Regions from separate parts of the Mus musculus genome. Here region 1 is linked to region 2. A link is a contact called in public HiChIP or PLAC-seq data. All regions are on one chromosome and are shown on one strand. The core of a region is the stretch at or near the end of the contact, and the rest is flanking DNA. Distances in the headings are between cores, read along the strand shown. Region 1 holds the start of Btnl4 (butyrophilin-like 4). Region 2 overlaps BC051142 (cDNA sequence BC051142).

What was found. HiChIP or PLAC-seq counts read pairs in DNA pulled down with a chosen protein or histone mark.
Region 1: a contact with region 2 is called in an H3K4me3 HiChIP or PLAC-seq map of intestinal crypt epithelium, with 5 read pairs. The contact joins the promoter of Btnl4 here to the enhancer-like site in region 2. A contact is called at or near these places in 1 of 39 promoter capture datasets (macrophages), 3 of 484 Hi-C or Micro-C datasets (bone marrow-derived macrophages, granulosa cells and nephron progenitors), 3 of 115 datasets of contacts at active chromatin or transcription factors (CD8 T cells, intestinal crypt epithelium and intestinal villus epithelium) and 2 of 9 other capture datasets (adipose tissue and pancreatic islet).

Annotation. Positions count from the first base shown.
Region 1 is chr17:34,472,998-34,477,224 of GRCm38.p6, forward strand. Btnl4 (butyrophilin-like 4) reads right to left here and starts at 2,940. Exons shown (of 9, transcript NM_030746.1): 1 at 2,856-2,940; 2 at 1,007-1,357; 3 at 1-193. The coding sequence starts at 2,940.
Region 2 is chr17:34,440,444-34,444,452 of GRCm38.p6, forward strand. BC051142 (cDNA sequence BC051142) reads left to right here. Exons shown (of 20, transcript NM_001001177.2): 7 at 424-444; 8 at 2,995-3,015; 9 at 3,595-3,615. Among named protein-coding and RNA genes, the nearest start is that of Btnl4, 33 kb to the right of the region's middle. Within about 2 kb of position 1,733, at least 12 of the 459 cell types and tissues checked have an H3K27ac peak or open chromatin away from gene starts, as enhancers often do. A contact at or near this core is called in bone marrow-derived macrophages and intestinal crypt epithelium, where this site is marked.

The DNA.
Region 1 (4,227 bases), core at 1,690-4,189, 34 kb after region 2:
AGCAAGGTCTCTGTGCTGAACAGTCCTTCAGCATCTTTAGTGTGGGTCTCTGAGGAGAATGCTGTGAGATTCTCTCCTCTGGAGTCTTTCCAATGCACCTGAGGCTCCGGGTACCACCCTGAGGTCATGCACACAACACACACTCCACCATCTTCTGGACCTTTGATGTGCACTTCAGGGACAGAGCCCATTGCTGCAGGAGAACAGATGTGAACACCCTAGAACCCACTTTAGGTTGAGGGACCCATGTGAGCAACCATGTGACAGATGGAAACCTTTCACATGACAGATGGGAATTGGAGGGGAAAGGCATTCCTGCATTGGGACAAGGTTGGGCCCCTATTGCCTGACAGAGGAAAAAAGGGAGAGCGCATTGTGGGGAACAGACCACTCCTATATCAACCACAAGATCCTGAGGAAGCTGAAGGAAGTTGAACACAGGAGCCTGAGGTGGGAACCAGCACTCCATCTGTCCATTAATCACACACTTGTGAACCTCATGGCAGGCCCACACCCAGCTCTCCTCTCAGGGAAGACAGACCTTGAGCATCCTTCCTTCCTCCCCTCCATCACTTGCCTTTAGTATTGACCGCCATTTCTCACTGTCTGCTCACTAACACTCAGTGACTTCCCTGCTGACCCCTCTAAACTATACATTCCAACCGCTGGTATTTCCATAACACCCACAGGATCCCTAACCCACAGAACTAGACACAGCACATTTTAGGGGACCCACCTATAGAATTTGAGTTAAATTATGTATGTAGGAATTCACTACCCATTTCTCATCTCAAAATGGGAAACTAGAAATGAGTAGAGATAAAAATGACAGACGAGAGCACCCCTGTGAGCCCAGCACTGCACAGCAAGCTAAAGGACAGTCTGGCAAACATGAGAACTTCTCTCAAAACATAAAAGAAAATAAGGGGCTGAGTGACACGAGCCCTCAGTTTCCTCCCACACACAGGTCACCCAAGGTTTTTAGAACAGGGATCAGTTAACCAACCTGCCACCTTCAGTTCCAAGATGGCCTCATCATAGAACACTCCTTGCTGGAAGTGGCAGATGTATATCCCACTATCTGATGCCTGGACATTTAGGATCCTCACAGCAGCTGTGCCTTGATGGAACTGGTCCTTCACCAGCAAGGTGCGCTGTGAATACCCAGGCATCTGCCCTTCCTTCTGCTCCTCTTGGTCCCGATAGAAAAGTACTGCTTCTGAGAATCTGCTGCGGAACCACCTCAACTCTTCCATGTTCTCCACATTCATGGCTGGAAACACGGAGCAGGGAAGGATGGCTTCCCCACCTGGTGCAGCCACAATGGGGTCTGAGGGACCAAAGACCCGGAACTCCTCTGTGGACACAGATGTAGCAGTGAGAGGCTGGAAAGACACAGGAGGATGCAGAGAACACACTCTAAAGGGGAATATCATCCCAGCAGAAAGCAAGGGATAGATGGAGTTGCTCTATGCACTGTGCACTAGGCATGCATGACAAACTAATTCACTAATGTACAAGTAACCTTTGGACATAGCAGTGCACCCCATAAATGATGTAAAACAAAACAAAACAAAACAAAAGCTAAACAACAACAACAACAACAAAAACACACTTCTGCCTGTGTCCCTGACCACAGACCCTTCCATGAAGGAATCCCTTGTGTATTCTTTCTCCAGCCTTCATGTACCTGGTCACCAGAGCATTTCAGGGAACTGACTCTTCACTGAGAGCTCTAGCCTCAGTATGTTTGGGTGGGTTCAAGATCATAAATTTATAAAGATCACTACAGATGCTCACACAATCAAGTATATGGCCACACCTTGGGAGACACGGGTGTAACTGGCTGATCTCATACAAGACCCAGGGAAGTTCCAACACCCAATCCTAATCCTGTTATCAGCCAATTTCTTCATCCACTGAATAATGTGAATATTAAAACAGAGAGCTGAGGCTGAAGAGATGGCAGAACAACTAAGATACAGGAGATTCCTCTAGAGGATACAGGTTCAATTCCCAGCACCTACAGGATGGATCATGACTACTTATAACTCCCTTCTGGATTCTGTGGCCATAAAGAATACAGGTGTATGTTACACAGACATACATTCAGCGGAAATGCCCAAACACATTAAATAAAGCATACACAGCCAAAGTATACTTCTCTGAAAAAAGCCACCTGATTCCAGGTGCCCGATAACTTTTTGATAAAGAAGGAAGATTGACTGCCTCACACTGGGAACCCTTGGCCCTCTAAACTGGAGGACTTTGACACAGGCACTGTGGCCCTAAGAGCTCCTTGTCACTCTGCACTGCTCCACTTGTGTCTAGCACACTGCTGCCACTGGAGAGACCAGGACACCTGTCTGCTGTCACCCAACCCCACGTCTATGACCCTAACATGGAGTCAAATCCTGTCTCTGCTCTGCTCAAGGCTCAGTCCTGACTCTGCTTTTCCCACCAGGGATCACCAAGCCCCCAGGCCTGCTCCCAACTCAGTCCTCCCCAACACAGCTCCTGCATCTCTCTCCCTGAGTAATTGCAGCACTGGCCTCTGCAGCTCCTCACACCCCAGGCACACTGTCTGTCCAAGGCTATCCCAACTATGATCCCCAGGTAGGGTCTGGTTATGGAGCTCAGGCTAGCCAAGGACTTACAATATTCCAGTGTCAGCCTCTCAAAGGCTGATGCACACATTGTCACCTGATATTTTTATTAGTCACACAATGTAAATGGAAAGATGAAATCTTGTATGCCAGATTTCTATGGGTCTCCTGTACATCTGACCTACAGAGAACCTGGCAGCTCAAACCCACTGCAGGGAGACATGGGAAGACAGACCAGGACAGACTCACGTGTGGTCACCCAGCTAAGCAGCTGTGTAAGGACAAACAGACAGGGGACATGGAAGAGCAGAGAGGGCTTGCGGTGATTTTCCATGTCCAGCAGAACTGAAGAGAAAAACAGGAGAGGCAGATCAACACCCTGCGGCAGGAGGTAAGAGGCCAGATCCACCCAGATCTTGGACCCCTCATCAGAGCCAGCATTGCTCAGGGCAGGAGATCAGCCCACAGGACTGAAACACATCAGTGCTCACAGGGTGAAGGCTCCACACAACCCAACTCTGACAAACAGCCCGGCCTGGACTCCTCTCAACCCTGGGCAGACTGGGCAGCTAGGGACACACAAGTCATTTCGTGGAAGCTATTCCTTTCCTTCCCACCTCAGCCCCAGCTCAGGGGCAGCCAAACTCTACTCCGAATTATAGGCCCTTCCTTTCTCAGAGCCTTGAGGAGAAGCCAGTGTAGACACCATGACAACAACTCCCTGTTATGCACAAAGTGCCTGTGACCCCAAGACATGGAGCCTATGACTCTTCCTTGGGAATAGAATGGACCCGATATTCTATGGCTCCACAACTGTGACCAGCCCCTTACCAGCATCTTCAGAGACACACAGTTCTCCAAGAATGCTGACAGGCCCATCACAAATGCCTTATCCTAGCTATTGGCTTTGGAGATTGTGTATGCTTCTGTCCCAGACCAGCCCCGCCATGGTTCCAGGTTACACCCAGACTCAGCAGGTGCCACACACACATGCCCCACAGCACAGGTTTACTCTCATAGTCTCTGTTGATAATGACCAAGCTGAGTGTACACACAATTGAAAAGAACAGGAGAGAGGCCAGAGCAGGCAGGCTGACTGGGGCAGTTGGGTGTTGGGCAGGGGAGGGCTCAGGGCAGGCCTGAGTTACCAGGCCAAAGAGAGTGGGGGGGGGGGGGGGGAAGAGAGAGAGAAGGAGAAAACACTTTTCTTCCCAAACCACGGGGGGGGGGGGGGGAGCCAAAGGCCTGAGAAGGACAAATATAGGGAGTTCTGAGCTGCCTTCAGGCTCAGACACCAGGGAGGTGACCTGCTGAAACTCACTCAGCATAACCTCCTTTCTGCTCCTTCTGCAGGCCCCAGCTGCCTTTAGTGCCCACCTACCTGCTTTTCTTTGCCCCCAGCTTTGAAAGGCTGTGACTTCATCAGGAGAAGCTCAGGGCCAAGGGGACCCAGCAGACCCCAAATCCTCTTCTCACACTTCATCCCCTCTCCAAGAGGTTCTCACAGCTCTAAGCTCTGCTCGCCTCAGTGCCAGCCTTGGGTTGCCTCAGGTCCAGGATCATGGTTTCTAGGGCAGCAGACAAGAAGTGCAGCCTGACTCAAGTTGTCACAGCCTCTCCA
Region 2 (4,009 bases), core at 483-2,982:
CTCATTGTGTCATTTTCTTCGCCTTTTTGTTTCTCCTCCCCCTGGCATGTCAGTGGGTCACCTCTGGGTTGTGAATACTGACAAAGCAGAGACAGAACCCCCATAGAACCAACAAGGGGCTCACCAACATCATGCCACACAAGAGTGTGAGGGAGGACAGTGGGAGGGGAAAAGAGTTCCAGCAGGGAGGGTTTGTCTAGTCCTTTGCAAGGGTTTAAGTTAAACCTTGGGCACCCACATCCCAGGGGGACTGTTGGGCAAAGGTCTTTTCCCTGCCTGAGCTTGTTCGAGCACTCATAGCAAGGGAACGAGCTTGCTATAGCCTCCATTAGGCTCGAAGTTCAGACCCCAGCTGAGGAGGCACATAGATGAGGGCAGTCAGAGCTCAGGACACCTGCTAACTTCTGTTCTGTTTCTTTCCAGAACTGACTCAAAAAACCTTCCGTAAGTCACCTGCGTCTCCGTTGCACCTCTTGACCCTCAAGAGACTTAGGGTAGCTGTTCGTTTTCATGCCAATCATCTGTACCCATAGACCCAAAGACAGAGCACTCCCACTGCTTGATCATCGTTTTCCAGAGCTCCCCAGGGTAGCAGTAAACCAGGCTCCACAGTAAAAGGATATTAACTATGGCAGTGGAACCCAAAGTGAAAAAAATCAGCCTATGGGCTGCCTCTTCCTGACCCACTAGTCCTTATCCAGCCCTACGGAGCCAGCACACAACAAAGACTTTCAATAGAGCCCCGAAACCCTCATGGCTTCCACGAATTTTGTTCATCCTGTAAGTGATGGAAACATCAAACTTCTTTTGACTTCCAAGTTCTCAGATGACTTTTCTCCAGGACAGTCAGCTTCTATTGTCGCCAACTTCCATGGCAACTGTGACTTCCCTGATTTACATTTTTCCACAGAAACACTATAAGGAGTGTCTGGGTGCCAAGAAAAAGTTGCTCATCTTATAGCTTTATGAATTGAGTCCTAGACACACATAAACTTTTTTTTTTTGCTCACCATTTTATAGTCTTACGAACAAAAATTAAGCTTTGTTTTGAATTTCACGACCACGCCATGGATGGCTAACTCTGTAACATCTCTTTGCCGTTTACATTATTTCCCTGGACCTCAAAATGCTGACTGTGGTGAAGATAACATAGGTAGGCCTCACAGCTGACCTTAATAAAGAAGACTCTTAGTCCTTCTGCTACCGTTGCTGGGCGTCACAAGCAGGTTACAGAACATGCTGAACTGGAGAAAGAACAGGCCTAACAGAAGAGAAAGCTTAAAAGCAACCACAAAGTAAAAGAGAAGGAAGATGGCAGCTAAAGAGAGAAAGAAAAGCAAAGCTGGACAAACAGAAGAGAAATGGGAAGAAGAGTGAGGGAGACAGCAGGTGGGAGATCAGACACGGCTGAGAACAGGAAGAATAGAACAGGCACACACGGCGGTACAAAGATGGAGACGAAGGAAAATGGAGGAAACAGAGTATCTTGTACCCATGTGAAGGTCATGTGGCTGGCTGGCATTAACTTAGCAGATATTCTAAAGCTCTACCACAAGAACAAGGGCATACACTCACATGTGCTTGTGTGTGCGTGTGTGTGTGTGTGTGTGTGCGCGCGCACGCACAACATACACATACACACACACACACACACACACACACACACTTGCTATAGCAGTTTGAATATGCATGGCCCAGGGAGTGGCACTGTTAGGAGGCGTGTGGCCTTGCTGGAGGAAGTGTGTCACTGTGGAGATGGACTTTGAGACCCTCCTCCCAGCTGCCTGGAAGACAGTCTTCTGTTGTTTGTCTTTGGAACAAGAAGTAGAACTCCCAGCTCCTCCAGAGCCATGCTTGCCTTGATGATGCCAAGCTTCTCACCATGATGACCGTGAACTGAAACTCTGAACCTGTAAGCCACACATACATGCACACATACATGCACACATACATACACACACAGAACTGCTAAATTATGTTGCAAAATACTCCAAATTCTAGCTTGTCTAACTGCTCAGAGCCCAGGGGATCTGGAAAGCCATGTTCAGATGGGTCAGTCACAGACATTTTCCATCATAAGCACCATGGCTTGAGACAGTGGGAAAAGTGGGGGGGTCTTGACCTGACTCTGAATTCACAGGATTATGGTAGCCGTCTGATACAGCCTACTCAGTGTGTCCTCAGCAGGAGAAAGCTGCCAGCCAGCAGGACAGCAGCAGCCAAACCCCTTCCTGAGAGTTGTCCTCACTGTGGACTCTGCAAAGCTCAAAAGCCACCTCAGAATATTCCCTTCCATGGTCCAACCAACAAAACAGAAGCTTCGCTGTCCTGGAAAATTCCCCCCACAGATCCTCGAGGCCCTGAGTACACAAATCTACAGAAATCCCACAAGAGGCATGGCCACAGCTTCTGAGCAGGTGTCTGTAGTTATCCATTCTGGATATATGCTACCCACCAAGGCTCCTTCCTACATAAGCAACACTGAGAACGAGGTGATGGGTTTCCAGTCTTCAGATTGCCGAAGCAGCATCAACTGAAAGCCAACTCTTCATTAAAAGCAGAAGGCTCCGCTCACTCACTGTTCAGACTCTGAAGCTAATCAAACTCAGACAGCAGACCCAACCATTAGCCTCCAAATAGCTAGAAGCTGGGAGAGGGATGAACAGGGCCCTCACCTACTACACCTTTATGCCCCTGGGACATAGTAGGCAGTGACTCAAAAAAAAATCTGACTCAATGCCAGTTCCTCATATAAGCTGGCAGAGGGGGAAGCACGGTTCTGTCTTTCTCTACTGTTCCCTATGCCCACAGCAGCCCCACAGTGAGTGTTGCCTGTGCTTTTGTTCATAGTTTGCAGACTGACCTAGCTCTCCACAATCTCAACACTGTCCCTGCACCCATGCTCTGCACCGCCCCCCCAATAAAATGCACACACACACACAAAACTCTTCAGCAAAAACATTCAAACTAATGTCAATTCTAATTTCTTTTCAGTGCAAACTCCTGGACCTATTGGTGAGTGAAAATGCCCTGGTTCATTATTAGTGACTTTCTCTGACTAAGACTTTGGCTTCCAACTGTTCACAAATTCTGCTCGTTGGCCTGGCTTTTCCTTGTATCATTACCATCCTCCTTAAAGACTAGTCATATTTTAGAAAATGGGGATCCCACGGCCTTAAAATTAGCATTAAGCAGCATGCAATCATATACTTACGATTGTAAGGATATGTCAAACATTGGGAGAGTTTCCAAGGCAAACAAAATGGTGAAGCGGATGGGGGAAAGCTTAAAGGGTAGGCACAGATATAAAAGGGGGCTGGCGAAGAGATGCACATGTGCCTGATAGGATGGGGGTGGAAGAAGGCAAGGAAAGGCTACCCCTAAGGATCTCACCTGTAGTACCTACACAAAAAGCAAGAATGAGGAGGCAGCCCCTGCTTCTAGCTAAGTCTACAGAAAGGCTGGGTGTCATGGGGACGATTGATGCTTACTGTTGGAGTCAGTGCCGCCTAGAAAGGCTGCTATCTGCACACTCCTTTGGAAAACAGTTTGCCTTCTTTCTGTCTAATCACAATCATTTGTATCTATTTACAGTACAATGTATGGATTCCAGTGGTAAGTCCCTTATGGGTTGTTTTGTTGTTGTTATTGTTATTGTTGTTTGGGGTCTTGTTTTGTTTTGTTTTGTTTTGTTTTTCTCTCTGGTGTTCCTTGCCCTTGCATAATGTTCAGATGGCCTGGCCTGTTGCTCCTCTTGGTGGTTTTTGTTACCACAGTATGATGGTTTAAATGTGTTGCTGTGCTTCCCGCTTTGTGCTTGCTAAGAATTCTCTAGAGCTATACATTAAGAGAGGGGCTGCAAAGATGGCTCAGCAGTTAAGAGCAATTGCTGCTTTTGCAGAGGACCCAGGTTCTGTTCCCAGCACCCACATGGAGCTCACAACTGTAACTCCAGCCCCAGAGGATCCAGTACCACCTTCTGGTCTCTGCAGATGCCAGCTACACACAT